2 separate regions of the Capra hircus genome follow, and region 2 is linked to region 1. The links are chromatin contacts, called in public Hi-C maps. All regions are on one chromosome and are shown on one strand. The core of a region is the stretch at or near the end of the contact, and the rest is flanking DNA. Distances in the headings are between cores, read along the strand shown.

Region 1 (5,211 bases), core at 1,620-4,119:
GTGCTTCAGCCCATGGGGTTGCAAAGAGTCAGACATGACTGAGTGACTGAACTGAACTGAACTGAAAAGAAAATAGTTTAGTAATATCTTTCCTGTTGTGAACTGCCTTCCTTTATTTTCTTTTCATTTGTTGAAATTCTGCCCTCTGAAGCTGGACCAAATTCACCTAAGTTCACTTTTAAAGGACAATGCTCCTATATTTATAAAGACATCGCAACATTTTGGTTACCTCCGCCCACTCTGGCTAATCACTAAGAATTTTTCAGTACTTCCTTGTGTGGCCTTCTTTCCATTTGACTCCCCTCTCATTGGCTGGAGGGGCACCCATAATTCAAGCATTTCACATTCTTCCCAGGGAAGAGCATAAGACAACTATTGCCCATCTTCTAAGTTATACTAGTGTGGCCGGAAATGAGGTTAGCTTTGGGCACTCTCACATTACACTATTCACTCCACCATCTTTAATTTATGCAGTCACTTTACCAAGAAACCAAGTCAAATTTCAACTAGTTGGTTTTGGCCCAACATTAAAACCCCCAAAGAGCTTTTTTGGAAAAATATTGGTTATGCAACATATTTATTAATTCTCTCAAGCTTGATCATTGTGCTGCCCAAATTAATACAAGGAAAAAATGCTGACTGTCTCAAAGCCAAGCATAGAGACCACCGGTGGCTTCTCTAAGTTCATTCTAATTCACTGTCTATGCTTTTTAGTGTATAATGTTAACTAGCAAATAGTAAGTTAATTGTCCTATTAATGGCCCAGCATTTTTCTATCATACCTAAAATTTATAATGAAAGACTTACAAAATGAGAAACCTAAATATTAGACACTAGACCTATTTCTCAGTCTAGCCAAATGTGTGATGAGAAGAGTAAGTGTCACTCCACTAGGATGAAGTTACAGTAACATAAGAAAACTAAGAAATTCCCTTTATTGCTTTTCCTAATGATACTTTGGTGGTTATTATTTTCTTGTAATAGAAAGAGAAACCCGGACAATCAAACACTATTATAATAGAACAGATGCCAATTTTTGCCCTCTGTTCTGCAGATGTCTTTTTTGCTATCCAGTGTAAATTTTTATGTTTTTCTGTCTCTCTCTTCAGCCCTCTGCACATCTTTTTATAATTCCCTGATTTATTTCATCTATTCCACATGGATAACTTAAAAATCTATGTTCTCAGTCCAGACTTCTTTCCTTGACTCTAGGTTTCAGTATCCAATGAGCTATGGGATGTTTCCACATGACACCCATCAGGCACTTTCATCTCAACATTTTCAAAGCTGATCTGATAGTTTTTCTTCCCAACCTGCTCATTTTCCTATATTCCCAGTCTCAGTTACTGGAACCAGCATCCAACTGTCTGAACCAGAAACCTGAAAATCATCTTTGATTTCTCTTGCTCTCTGTTTTTCTCTCTCAGCACTCCCACATGCAATGGAGCGGCATGTGCTTTCTCCTTTTATGTATCGATGGCGCCTATTCTTGCATCTCCATCCATAAAGTCACTTTCTTATTTCAGGCCTCTATCATTTCTCATCCAGACTGTTGCATCAGTTTCTTCAAATGTTCTTGCTGTTTCTAATCACTGCCACCATATTATTGCTAAAACTCTTCAGCAATTCTTCATTGTCCTACAAGATAAAGACTAAATTCCTTAGTACAGTATCTAAGGCTTCACCCAATCTGGTTTTCGTGTTCCTTCCAAGCCTCACCTGGGAGGCTCCACTCCATGTTGCCTCCTGTTGACCAGCTAAGACACTGCTCTTTCCTGCACAAGCTATGCACTCTCACATCCAACCTCTGTATCTTTATTCCCACATTCCCATCCCCTGAAACATCCTTTCAACCCCAGGCTGCTTCACAAATTGCTATCTATCAAGAAATGGTTTACATGAAATCTCCCTGGTGAACCAAGAATGGCAGAAGGTACCACAATAGTAAAATTGATCACTGCTCCCCGTCACCTCACACGGTCCTGTACAACTTCCATCACAACCATGAACAAGTCATTCTTTTCACTCACTGATGCATCTGTCTTCCTCATGAGACTGAGCTCCACGAGAGGAGAGACTTTTGTCTGTTCATTGTTTTTCTTCTAGACGCTAACGGTGTTTGCAAAGTGTTCTGTAAGTGCTGGGTGAATTGTTCTTGCAAGAGAAGATCTTCAATCTTCTGGACTCTTGTTCACTTGTTTGTCATTCATAAAGCCTGGTATGGATTTGTTGAACAGATTATTGAGAGGATCTGACCGCAGGAAAGCGGTGTTTGGAAGAAATTTCTCAGTCGATTGTTTTGTAGCCACACAAACACTGATGGTGAAAGGGACGGGACTGTGGCAGCGCTCGGTACTAACAAAGCAGTCTTCATGGGGTGTAGGAAAAAGGCTCTCCGCATACTCCCCTTCCCCATCCTGCACTCCTGTTTCTCCATTCTTACCTGTTCTGCCTTCAAACTTCAGAATAATCTGAGGTTTTCAACATTCATTCTATACAATAGTGATACTGACTCGGTAATAAAGAAATTGTTGGATAACCCCAAACCTCATGCCAGCCTTCTCCCTGGAAGAGGTATGACACGCAATGGTCGATATGCATGTTAATTCTTTCCTCTTAGGTATTCCTCCTAGTTGCCTTTGTTGTGTTATCAATGGGACCTTATCTGATCCTCAAAGATCTGATGGCATGGGGTGGGGGAAGGGGAAGAGAGAGAAGAAAAACAACGGGCGCGAATAACACAGAGTCTACATGTGGTGTCCCTGACTGACTCATTCCTGTTGACACTGCAAAGGTGAGTGGTTTGCCTTACTTGGGGTGCTCAAAGCTGCTGAGACATCCCTTTCAGAGACTCACCAGCATTGCTCATGTCGCCTTGCTCTTCCTGCTACTGATTGTTTAGGAGCGGAATCAGCACCCAGTCAACAGAACCCTGCCGCTTACGAATGCACAGTGACACCTCCTGCTAGGGGTTCCAGATTCTATGCCTCTGGTGTTGAACTCAAGCTGAAGATAAATCTTCTTTTAACTGAGCTCCTGAATTCTCTAAACTATACAGACTCTTCCTATACCTAGGGCTTTAGTCCATACTATTTGGTGTGCATTGACAGTTTCCTTTTAATTGTTGTCTAATTATAGATCCTGAGTTGAAGTTCTGTCTCTTGAACTTGACTTCATTCTTTGAGGGAGTAGGAATCTGTTAACTTCTGATGTGTCTTTTGGATCTAATATCCTTCTAGAAATTTAACTGGTATTCAATAAATATTTAATGACTTGACTCTCAGATAAGCTGGAAAATTCAACCTAATATCCATGCTGTTTTCTACCCCTTCTCTTCTTTTGCAGATAGTTTCCTCTGGTTGGTTGTGGGTTTGAAAAGAGATTGAACACACATTAGCTTTCATGTAGAAGAATTAGACTACGATTCTCATTCAGTTCTTAGTGATGCAAAATAGGGGTTATCATCACCTCCTTTTCAATGCAAAATAGTAAATGCAACACTGAGATTGGACTCTGCCTATCTGATTCAAGAGCTTGTGTTATTTCAAATATGCCAGTAAATCAAACCTTCCTTTCATGTGAAAAACATACTTTAATGGGGTTAGAAATAACTCTCCTGGACTTTCTCATAATAATGTAATTTTCTGTATAATTTCTTCCACTACTTCTTATGTATATCCTTATATGTTTAATTAGACTTTCCCATAGATGTTATAAAGTAAGATGTAAACAATATCTGTATGGAAAGGAGCTACTTAGAAAAAGGTATCCCACATATCTAAGAAATTAAGTGTAAGACTGAAAAAAAGCTATTCAACATTTTCATCTAATCACAGCATACAGATGAACTGGAGATTTTCTGTGACCAGTTTTGATCAAGAATGTTATATTCCTGATCAATTCCTCATTCATTTAGGCCAATTACTCCAAGAAAATAGAGGTAAGCAAGAGGCAATATGGGAAAGTTATAATTCTTTCATTTTAATTTTTCTCAGGATGGTATGTGTGTGTTTAGTCTCTGTCATGTCCAGCTCTTTGCAACCCCATGGATTGTAGCCTGCCAGGTTCCTCTGTCCATGGGGATTCTCCAGGCAAGAATACTGGGGTGGGTTGCCATGCCCTCCTCCAGGGGATCTTCCCAATACAGGGATCAAACCCAGGTCTCCTGCACTGCAGGCAGATTCCTTACCAACTGAGACACCAGAAGCCCAAGGATGGTATAAATGGTATAATGTTTTTTCAATTGTAAACTGGGCTAGGCCTTCTTCTGGGGTCATGAGCAACTCAAAGACAAGAGCACAAAGTCTTTTGTCTACATGGAAAGAGTCTTAGAGATGAAAAACAATAAGAAATGATGAGAAAATAGAAATTTCTAACATATTCCCAAAGTACCAAGGTCTAAAACATTTGTCACAAGTTGGAAATTTGGAACTCAGCATAAATTTACTCACAGAGAACGACCTGTTGTAAGACAAGTGTTCAGAATATTTTAATGTGGAAATTAACTTTTGTCACTCATTTTTTATTGCCTTCAAATGGATTTGAAGACTAAGCTCATGTTCACTTGAAGGAGAGGCAAGTCATTTTGGGTAGTCCCAGCTTTGGGTCTGATTTGCACATTTAGATCCCTCCTCACACTGTCCTGGGATACACATAAATCAGCCCCAAGAGGATCTGAACACCGAAGGGGTCAGGAATAAGCACATTGACTTGGGGTTTTGTGGAGTTTTGTTTTGGTTACTCAGTCTCTGACCATTCTCCTTATTTGAGATGAAAACCCGTGTAAGTCTTGGAGGGACTATCTCCCATTATAAATGCTTGAGGGACCAGACAGCCTCTCTGCTCTCCTGGCAGCAAAGACTTGGACACCTGTCCTAGATTCAACAATCAGATCCTCCATCCAGAACTTTTTATTTTTAAGGGGTGACTCAAAAGCTCAGGGGCAAGGAGCGACAATGCATGGCCTATGAAAGCAAATGCTCACTGGTGATGGTGCCAGCAGAAGTGGCAGGCTGGAGATGGCCACAAAGGTGGGAAGAAGATGCTGTGGCTGCAGATTAGCTTTGATTTTGTTGGAGCAAAAACATAAACGAGTGAATGGCTTTTGGCACATACCAACCAAACAGACCTGCAAGAATTAAATAATTTTGGTTATTCTTTAGCTGTTACTGCTAATAAACACTTATAACTGGACATGTCCGTCACAAAGCT
Region 2 (4,740 bases), core at 475-2,974, 290 kb before region 1:
GTATGTTCTCCCTCATGAATAAAAAAGTTCTATGCTTCTTTTCACATTTGAGATGAAGATGGAGCAGTTAGGAGAAATATATTTTGACTCTTTTATGAGGAAAATTTATTATGTGTCCCTTTTGAAAGAAAGGAAATTCACTGAGGTAAGGTCAATTTAATATATTTTTACCCAAGACTGGTTTGATTCTGGGTAAGGCCTGAATTTAGATGCTAACCGTTCAACCTCTAAAGCTTAGGTCCCCTCTGTCAGCTGGTAGCAGGGGTAGGAGCCCAGATGGTCTCTGGAGGGAGACTCAGGGAGGTTTCGCTGGCCCTGTCCCTCCTCCTCCTCTGCACCCAAGCTGTCAGGGTATCATTAGCCTAGACCAGCACTCTCGGATTCCAGCTTTCAGTGGTATTTCCACTGAATCCATCGGCCAAGTTCTTCTGGGTCTACTGGAAAGCTCCCATAAGTTATTCCAGAATCTCACTCTTTATTCCTGTGCCCATTTCTCAGGTCAGTTTGGCTTGTTATAACTAGATTATGTTAGCTCTGAAAGACATACCTACAGTCTACATTTGTAAAGGTGGGCCAAGCAGGTAAAAAACCACGCAAAACGCAGAGCAGTGTTCAGTTCTTCCATCTGTATTAAAAGAAGTAAAGATGTGTGCAGGGATATGCCTATATACGCGAATAGGTTATCTGGAAGGATAACAGTGATGTTCAGAATATTTATGTGGCTCGGCATTGACAAACAGGATGGCTGCTGGCCTTCAAGCTGGAAGGATGCTGGAGACCCCCTGGAATCTAAGCTTTAACCCATTAATGATTGGTTGAAATTCTGGGCAGGCAGCACTTTATGGGCTTGAAGCAGTAGCTACTTATCAACCTGAAAGGAAATATTTAAGAAATTTAACAACTCGCTAGTTGTTTTATACTAGTATATGACAGTAGCTATCAGTCATTTCTCCTGGCAATAGGGATTGAGGAAGGGAGGGACTTATTTTTCAACATGCCTTTTAGGGCTGTTTGAAGTTTTTGTTTCTTTTTTCCACTGAACCATGCACTTGTGGATAGAATTTCATTTTGTTTAGTTCAGGAGAGAAGTCCTGTTTTAAATTTGGTTGAGTATTCCTGTCTGGTCGTCTGACTTCCAGGATGTGCGCAGCCTCGGGGCCATCTTCTTTGGCAGCATCTTCCCGGAAGCTCCTGCATCCAGAGCTTTGCAGCAGCCCGCTCCGTGTCTGGCTGAACTCCTGCTCACCACCACCCAGTCTCCACCCCCACCCCCAAAGTTGTGTCTGAATCTCCTCTTGTTACTTATCTTGGACATCCTATAGCTCTGCCTATCAGACCCATTACTAACTAGTGCACATACCACTCTGCTTAATCTTGTGGCCAGAAAATAAGGGGTTTTTTTGGTGTTCACATAACTTTTGTGCATGTAGAAGGGGATGAGAGAGGATGAGATGGTTGGATGGCATCACCAACGCGATGGACATGAGTTTGAGTAGGCTCCCAGAGTTGGTGATGAACAGAGAACCCTGGCGCACTGCAGCCCATGGGGTCGCAAAGAGTCGGACACGACTGAGCGACTGAACTGAACTGAACCTCTGTTTCCTGCAGTTTTACCTACGCATCAGCGCTGCTGGTAACGGTTATTGTCTTAGTGGTGAGAACTCCCGTTGCACTGGCTGTGCTTCCACCCGCCTGCGGAGTGGGCAGCCCTCCCTCCACGTCTCCCCCAGTGTTCCTGGGAGGCAGGTGGTACCGCTGGTGTTCCCTCCCGTCTTTTCCTGTTAGTCTTCCAGCTCCTTGTTGGTGTCCCCTGCCATGAGGCCACTGGGGGGCAGTGTCTCCCCTCAGCCACTGTCACAGCGCTCTCAGCCAAAGTTGCTCTCTTGGTGCCTAAAGACACAGAAAAGCCCCTTCTTCTTGGCCAGTTTTTCACCCTTGTCTCAAAGTGACATGACTTGTATCCAGCGCCTCACCGACGCTACCCTCTCTGCCTGCAGGCTCTCTGTCCACAGGCTCAGAAATGAGTCTATAGAGCTTAGGCAGGGAGCCAAGGTCAGAGAGAAGACATTTTTTTCTTTCCCATGCCCCATTCTGCACCCCAGGACTGTTCCTTCCTATCATTCCTTTGTCGCAAGCACCTTCAAGCCATCCCTTCCCTTCGGTCTAATCAGCTCCTAACCAGGCCAACTGCTCCCTTAGATTTATCAGACAAAGTTGACTCCTAGTGGTGGGCAACACTGGCCTCAGGCTGACAGCCTGGCCACACACTTTCGAGTCACACTTATCTCCCTGTGTGGTAGTTATCTTTCAGGCTTTCTGCTTCCTCCATCAAACTGTGGGTTCCTACAGTGGGAGTCCCCAGCTCTGGGTGGTAGAGTGGTAGTCACCCTTGTCTCTCCAGCACCCAGGCCTTGCCCGTTACACGGCAGACCTTGATGAATGCTTTTGAGAGAAAAATCGAATTGCTGTTTAGCACAGGTACGCAAAAGGAAACAGTTCATCTTTCCCAAAGGGATACTCAGGCAACCCACGAAGAGGGAGGAAAACTCTTCTTAAAGGGTGTCCTCTGCACAGGCATGGAGAACAAGCTTGTGGACCCAGCGGGGCCGAACTGAGAGTAGCGTTGAAACATATACATTGCCTAGTGTGAAATAGACAGCTGCTGGGAAGCTGCTCTATAACACAGGGAGCTCAGCCCAGTGCTCTGTGACAACCTAGAGGGTGGGATGGGATGAGGGATGGAAGGGAGGTTCAAGAGGGAGGGGACATATGTATACTTATGGCTGATTCACACGGTTGTATGGCAGAAACCAACGCAACTGTGTAATCATCCTCCAATTAAAAATAATTTTAAAAAGGGGGGAGTCATCTATCCTGCAAAGTAGCCGTTCAAAGCTCTTTAGGCTCCTGGGGTCCTCAGGCGGAGAAGATCCAGGGTTAGAGCAGCACTTGGGGGAGGCTTAAGCTGATCTTGTTTTAAGAAAATAACATGTCACAGCTGTGTGACTAGTTGCATTCTGTACCTGCCGATCCAGAAAACAAAGACAAAAACAGAAATGGATACAGTATGGCAAAGCATACTGATCAAAAGGGGGAAAAGCAAATGACACACAGGGACAGAGTATTTTATTTGCATCATCCCTAGTTCAGAGAAATAAGATTAACTCTGTGCCCCATTCATCTACATGTTTATAGCAGAGGTGAAAGAGACAGACTGAGGAATGGATTTGTTAGTGCCGCGTATCGGGTGTTTCTTCACTTATTATTTAGTTGAATAAGTCTGAAGTCATGTGATAGACCATTAAGCATAAACAATCCCTCAACCAAGAAAGATAAAGAAATTGTGTAACTCCCTGACTTTGTTCTCTAAGAAGAAAACCCATGAATCACCGCTGAAGCAGACACTCTTTAACTAGTGTATGAGACAAACAGAGGTGTTTGTTATACTTATTATGATAATAATAATTCTTAACACTTCCTGTGAGGCATGGCACTTGCAGAAATTGGGAAAAATGAGAATATTTCAACAAGCCTATGGACAGAAGTAATATTACAAATAATTACAGTCACTGAAGTAACTTCAGAGATGAGAGTTTAGTTTCAGGGAGAGAGGTTTATTTAGCTATTTGTTAACGATAACAAATAGCTAAATAGCTGGTAAGAAGTCTCTTTAATTTCAAAGCACGACCTCTCCTCTACGCAGTGATGCCTGTCCCGTGGGAGGATTTTATCTTGTAAAATCTTTGGATGAAAAACATCACGTGATCTAAAAAATGGTGTTATCTGGTGACATGTTTTGATTTCCCTATCCTACATATGTGGAAAACCTAGGTAGAGAGAAACGAAATGACTTGGTCGGTGATGAGGCAGTTTGAACTGAAGGATGGTGGCTGGAATGACCATGGGCCGTGTTCTGTAACCCAGCACCTTCTCTGTTTTCTTCTCCAGGCTCTAGATAGCTCAGATGCTGGCTTAAATAAGCCCATCAGAAAATCAACCAGTCTCCCAGACCCCCCACCAACCAGTAAACCAGCCGGCATTTGTCAAAGGCCCACTTTGTTGCTCCTGGAACAGTGTTTGGGGCTGTGGGAAACTCCAGAGCAAGACCAGACACGGTCCCTGCCACCCTGGTATTCGTAATCCGTGTGGAAAGACAAGGCAAAAATACATGACAGAATTACAGAATCTGACAGAATGTAATAGAGTGCTAACTTGTGTGGTGGAGGCAATTAGAGAACAAGACAGTATATAATAAAGTGCTAATTGTGTGGTACAGACAATAAGTATAATAGAGTTCAGTGAAGGGATGGATGAGTGTGGGCTGTAGTCTTCAGGGAGGCTTCTCATCATGTCAGGCTGCCGTTTCACCCAGTGCATGATGGGAAACTGAATGTGAAATAGGAGATGGAATAGAGCCAAATAACTGCTGTACCCTGGCACCTCCCCTCGGGCTGGGTGAGGACAGAAAGAGAAGGGGTTCTTTGACAGGTGGCATCCTCCATTAAAAAATATTCAAATAGAGAAATGCTTTCTTTTCTTTATTAGTTGTGCTACAGAAAATTTCCTCAGAAACAGAAAATCATACTTTTGTTCTATGTTTTTTGGCTGCACCCCGAGGCATGTGGGATCTTAGTTCCCTCACCAGGGATTGAACCTACGCCCCCTGCATTGGAAGCATGGAGTCTTAAGCACTGGACCACCAAGGAAGTCCCCGTATTTTATTTTTTAACGGTCTTTGCT

What was found. Hi-C and Micro-C count contacts between places; a contact is called where the count stands out from the background.
Region 2: a contact with region 1 is called in a Hi-C map of liver, with 4 times the contacts expected there. The contact joins the enhancer-like site here to the promoter of RGSL1 in region 1. A contact is called at or near these places in 2 of 5 Hi-C or Micro-C datasets (blood and liver).

Annotation. Positions count from the first base shown.
Region 1 is chr16:62,166,356-62,171,566 of ARS1.2, reverse strand. RGSL1 (regulator of G-protein signaling protein-like) reads right to left here and starts at 2,869. Exons shown (of 21, transcript XM_005690946.2): 1 at 2,857-2,869. The coding sequence starts at 2,869.
Region 2 is chr16:62,456,520-62,461,259 of ARS1.2, reverse strand. No RefSeq gene overlaps it. Among named protein-coding and RNA genes, the nearest start is that of NPL, 13 kb to the left of the region's middle. Within about 2 kb of position 1,724, at least 1 of the 5 cell types and tissues checked has an H3K27ac peak or open chromatin away from gene starts, as enhancers often do.